Regions from separate parts of the Arabidopsis thaliana genome. Here region 2 is linked to region 1. Evidence: chromatin contacts called from public capture Hi-C data. All regions are on one chromosome and are shown on one strand. Each heading gives the region's core, a stretch centred on a gene start, on an enhancer-like site or on the middle of the called end of the contact. The rest is flanking DNA. Distances are from core to core; before and after follow the strand shown.

The links. Capture Hi-C pulls out chosen DNA fragments and counts their contacts.
Region 2: a contact with region 1 is called in a capture Hi-C map of seedling, with 1.7 times the contacts expected there. The contact joins the promoter of AT3G51120 here to the promoter of CML41 in region 1. A contact is called at or near these places in 1 of 26 Hi-C or Micro-C datasets (rosette leaf) and 1 of 3 other capture datasets (seedling).

Annotation. Positions count from the first base shown.
Region 1 is chr3:18,872,104-18,875,236 of TAIR10.1, reverse strand. CML41 (calmodulin-like 41) reads right to left here and starts at 1,326. Exons shown (of 1, transcript NM_114937.3): 1 at 401-1,326. The coding sequence starts at 1,250. The coding sequence ends at 633.
Region 2 is chr3:18,990,807-18,993,703 of TAIR10.1, reverse strand. AT3G51120 (zinc finger CCCH domain-containing protein 44) reads left to right here and starts at 1,630. Exons shown (of 11, transcript NM_001339490.1): 1 at 1,630-2,200; 2 at 2,524-2,603; 3 at 2,748-2,897. The coding sequence starts at 1,818.

The sequences.
Region 1 (3,133 bases), core at 77-2,576:
TTAAATTCTTAACCTGAATTTTTGAATGAATTTGTTTAATATAAAAGTGGTTAAATAGAAACTTATTGAAAAAGGGATCTATGATGGGCCTAATGACCCAACATACGTCTGAAGCCCAATTCAATAGTTTTCCCAACTTTTTTGGTATATATATATATATTCTTTTTTTAATCATTAAAAGGCAAATTACAGCATCGGAGAGAATTGTACTATAACTCGTATAATATACCAATGCATTTCAAACCCAAAAAAAATAACGACGAAGAATGAAGAATAAATGGCAAATGTTCAGCAGAGCCAAAGACAGAATAAATACTCCAACTTTCAATTAATGGTCTGTCTTTGCATCATTTCTATTAAATTATTAGTGGGCATATCTCATAAATAGATGCCTACAATACTGTAAATACACATAGAATAATTCCCACTTTATTTTTTTTGGTCATTAACATAAATCAAGCTTAAATATGAATTCTTCATTCATAAATTCATTCCAACACTACTAAAATTTCACCACAATTCAATAATAGCACTTCTAACATAATCCCTATATTCAAACTCACACACACTACTCCATAAACATTTTTCGAGCATATAGTAGGGTAATTACGTAAAAGAAATATTTAATTACACTAAACCGTCATCATTTGACGAAACTCATGAAAATCAAGAATTCCATTACCATCTATATCGTAAAACTTTATCATGGCTTCACACTCTCCGTACGTTCTTGATTCCCCTAACTTCACAAGCATCTTTTGCAAACCCTTTGGTGTTATGCAGCCTGATCCTTTTTCCACCTCGAACATCTCAAACGCTGTCTTCAACTCTCCATCGCCATCAACTTCACCGTCACCGTAAAGATCTCTTCTTGTCATCAATCCAACAAAGTCCTCAAACCCTAGAGACCCGTCTGCGTCAGTGTCAACTTCGTTTATCGCCTCTTGAGCTGCCTCGTGAGATATATACTCACCGACAGAGCCGAAGTAATGTCTGAGCTCAAAGGCTGAGATCTTACCGTCGCCGTCGCTGTCGAAATGGCTGAAGACTTGACGGAGCTCTTCTTTGGAGGCCTGGTGACTCTTTATGTTGTTGTTGTCATCACTGTTGCTTCTTGGAGAGTTTAAGGTTGACGAAGAGTTTGATTTTGGTGATCTTCGTCGGTTTTGGAAACTAAGGTTTAACTTTAAGGTTTTGGTGGAAAACCATTTGAAAGAATTGGAGGAAGGTTTCTCTTTTTGAGTTGCCATATCATTGAGTTTATATGCTGTAGTGTGTTATTCTATTTAGCCTTTAAATCACCTCTATATATAACATGAGAGATTCACCATGTTGATAAATTTATAAGACCATCTCTATTGTGGGTATCTCATAAGAATTTCTCACAATTAAAAAAATAAAAATAATAAAAATGAAGGAGAGAGAGTGTAGAAAGTTTCTCAAGTGAGAAACTCTGAGATACTCTGAGATACTTTGTACAACCCATCATGACAATTCTCATCTTACTATTGGTTTAATTTTTTAACAAAAATACTTTTTTAATAAAAATAATCAAATTATAATATAATATTAATATTTTTTTTGTTTGAAAAACTTTGTAGGTTTCTCATGGATGGAGATGTCTTAAGTGCATACATAATATGATAATAATATAAAATATACATTATCTAGGAAAGTTTGTTTCTTGTGACAATCGTATCCTGATTTTGATTTAAGTATTCACATTTTTTTGGACAATTACTGATTATTATATTTTAAACATATTTTCTAGAATTTAGTGTCTCTTAATATATTCACTTTAGGAGGAAAAAAAAACAGAACTATGGACATTTGGTTCATTCATTTCGGATTGGAAAATATAGCTTACGTCTCCAAAAAGTACTTATCCAAACAATATTCAGTAGTTTGAATTGAAGGAGCATTTGATAAAATACTTGTCATGTCTAAACTTTAGCTGGTGGGAGTGGGATTATATGTAGAGTTAAATTAGAATTTCGAAAAAGTATAGAATGAAGGGATACATAAAATATAGTAAGAAGACATGCAAGTCATTTTCCGAGAAAATCCAAGTGAACAAAAAAGAGGTCCATGTTTTGTCCTCCAAGGGAATTTCGAAGAAGGTGCTTTTAGATATGTGTGATGGCGTAGGCTCAGAGATTAAATGATTAGATGGGTAAAAGACAAAAGCTGTAAGAAATTTCATCGCAGCTTCCTCTAGCGATAATTAATCATTTTATATGACTTATCTCTATAAAATTCGATTGACTCTTCTTGTTGCATGCATTACATTTTAGTAATCAATTACTAGCTTTTAGGTGAACACACATTCCTAATCTCAAGAATAACCAAATTAGTTTGATGCAAACCCGATAATTCACCACTAATTTGATTCCAACACTATATATACCGTTAATTTGATGCATTCATGTCTTTCATTATCTTTGTTTTGTTTATAACTTCTGATATCTTAATATACAACTAGATCATCCTCGCAGAGCCACACGAAACAAGCTGTCTTCCTAATCACTATTGGTTTTTTCCCCCTCATAAGTTACACCACAAACAAATTTAACCATTTGCTTTATATGATGTCTTTGTTATTATAGGTAATGAAAAGAGAGTATACCTAACTTGTAAGCCAGGAAAAACAAAAAAACAAATGTGTTTAGACTTGTTAAGAAAAACGCATTGGACTACCCTAATTATATTTTATATCAAATACAAAATATAATGTACTCACCAAAAACAAATACAAACTACGTATATTGAAATCCAAATTAACCTAAATACAAGCCCAAAATGTTCATTAGGCCCAATATTACGGAGCCATAAGCGGGCCTATGTAAAGCTGTTACAAGCCTCGTTTTTCTCAAGCTTCACCCCTTATCAAGCCTCGATATCTTGTAAATTTGTGACAAATTAGTTGGAGTTTTACATACATTTTAATATGAATGCGTTAGTGTAGTAGTTTGCTTTAACATCGTTATCACATTGACAAAAAAAACGAAAACTTTTAGATTTGTTATTTCACTTTACAAGGTATCACAAAGTTCAGTTAACTTATTTGAAAATTTTAAGTTATCATCAATTTTGGAATGTCTAAGGTGAAAAACCTAAACCACTAAAATAAAAT
Region 2 (2,897 bases), core at 381-2,880, 120 kb before region 1:
AGGTGACAAATATTTAAGCACTCTAACCAAATAAATTTGAGATCTGAAATCATTCCCTCACGTTGGATTGTACTCTTTTTTCCTTGTTAGCTCGTTTCTTTTTTTACTTCTTAGCATCATCATAAATCAAAGATATTGACTCGATTGAATAGTACCTTCAAGGTAAAAGAAAATAAATTGAATTTTGACTACAATAATCTCAGTAGCTATGTCATCTACAAAATTTTGAAAACTTCAAAGAAAATATAAATCTACAAAATGTAGTTTTAACAGAAAATGTGTTTTTTCCAAAGTTTGTAAGACTCCGAATATCACCGATGTATACTTTTATTAGAAATAGTAAAAGGATAATATATTACTATAAACAAAAAGATCAAAGTTCAAAACTTTATAACAAAAGTGAAGTCTAACATGCACGTGAACAATGCCCAACAAAGGTACAAAGCCTACCTACAATACCATGTGAGTGTCGCGAATGAAGTTATTCAAGCATAGATGACCAAATCATGAAATTTCTATGAGATTACACTCCTTTGGGTTACAATTTTATGTTTTTATTTTAGTAAATAGATGTTTTAAGGTACTTGTTTCTTCAACCTTGGGATACTAATTGTGTGAAATGCGTAAAATGATGTGAAAACTTAGAACATATTGAGTCAAAAAAAAATTCTATTATCCTCCACACTTGATTTCTTGGTTGGATTCTTTTTTTTTTTTTTTTTTTTGTTTGTTTGTTGTTTGTTAATATGTAAGAATATTCATAGTAACTACCAAGTTGAAAAAAACAAAAAAATCATAGTAACTACCCAAATTGTAGAAGGTTATTTGCAAATAACTTTCTATTTTATTATTTATTTTTATTTTTTTTGCTAAGCAACTTTACAAATATAGGGTTTTTAGGTGGACTGTTAACAAAATTTACATTGTTTTCGCATCACAGTTTTCTTATTAAAACATACAAGAATATGATTTCTTTGTTGTGTGTTGGTATTTAAGAATATTCATAGTGAATACAAATAACTTTTCTATTTTTAGTTTTTGTGAAGTAACTTTACGTAGGTAGAAGTTTTACGTGGAATGTAACCAAATTTACATTTTTTCTTGTCATGTTTTTCTTACAAAACATTCAAGAATATGCCAAGGAATTTTTAATACTATATAATATTTTTTGGCCAAGGAATTTTACGTAGGTAAGATTTTTAAATGATGTTGATAAATTTTACGTTATTGTATATGAACATTGTATATTACATAATATCATATTTTCTTAAATAATAAAATAAAATGCTCCATATATTTTGCTAAATTGGACACCACAAATAGATGTCTACCTATGTTTTTTTAAGAAAATAACTATCTACCTAATAAGCTGGAATTCCATATCTACTTAACTCAAATGTTATTTTTGGATAAATATTTGAAGGTTTAACCAAGCTAGGAAATCTAACATAAGATTTTAGAAATGAATTTGAAATCTAGAAATTATAGTATTTTTGGAATCTGTAGAAATTGGTACTAGTATTTTTGAAATAATAAAAATTCTATAAGCAGAAAGAAGTGACAACATTTTTGTTATACATTTGGTCATAACAAAGTAAGAACTAAAGAAGTGGAAAAGAATAGAAGAAGAAAAAAAAAGTCCATATGATTTTTTCTTCCCACTAGTCTTCGTTTTCTAAACACATCACCCATACTTCTCTCCATCATCATCATCATTCATCATCGCCAAAATCCCCAAAGAACCTCAGATTAGGGTTTCTATTTCACTAGTTGATCTGCAAGTACTGCTCACAATTTTTTCAAATTCTTCACTAATCATGGAGAATCAACAGAAGCAACTCCAGCAAGGCGTGCCGGAGTTGGCTTCTTTGGCTGGTCGCGAAGAGAGTTCCGTCAGAGGAATCGATCTTATGAGAGTTGATCAATGTGAAGAGATCGGTGTTAACCAAGTTCCTGCTCTCTCTGTACCTGCCTCCACGGTTGCTGGGGCGGTTGCTGTGCCTATGTCCAATGAGCAAGAGGTTAAAGTTATTGATGAAGCTGCCCCAATAAAACGAAAACGGGGGAGGCCTCCAAGGGCACAGGCTAATACGCCGTTGCATATTCGTCCACCCCCACCGCCGCCGAAGAAGGAAGACAAGGAAGAAGATGTTTGCTTTATTTGCTTCGACGGTGGAGACCTTGTTCTCTGTGATCGCCGGTAAGTGATTGTTAGCTTATAGTGATAATAATTCTGTTAGATAGTATGCTCTAGTGGGAGATTAGAGCCTTGCCATATGTTTTAGTTGGTTCACAACGAAGAAGAGCTTAATTTCGTAGTTTTTTTTTGGATATTCTATTATGTTCTGTATCTCATTATCGAGATTCTAAGTATCGATTATGCGTTGGTTAATGCTCATAGGTTAGAGCTACTCAATTTCTAAACAAGCAAGAGGGTAATGTTAAAAATAGCTATCTATGGAGGTTTAAGAATCGAGGTTCGAGTTATTGATAAGTTTTTGATGGCTTTGTTTGTCCATTCAGGAATTGCCCCAAGGCATACCATCCAGCTTGTATTAAGAGAGATGAGGCATTCTTTCGAACAACGGCCAAATGGAATTGTGGTATGTCGTATAGTCCATCATAGATGTTACTATGTTGCTGTCAGCAATCTAGAGGCTGATTGTTCTGACATGTCGTTATTTCACATCTCTTACATGATGACGTGAACATCCTTCGAAATCTGATGTTTCGTTCATTCATTTCAGGGTGGCACATATGTGGTACATGCCAAAAAGCTTCCAGTTACATGTGTTATACATGCACTTTTTCTGTTTGTAAGCGGTGCATTAAAGATGCTGACTATGTGATTGTGAGAGGTAACATGGGTCTTTGTGGCACATGTATTAAGCCTATAA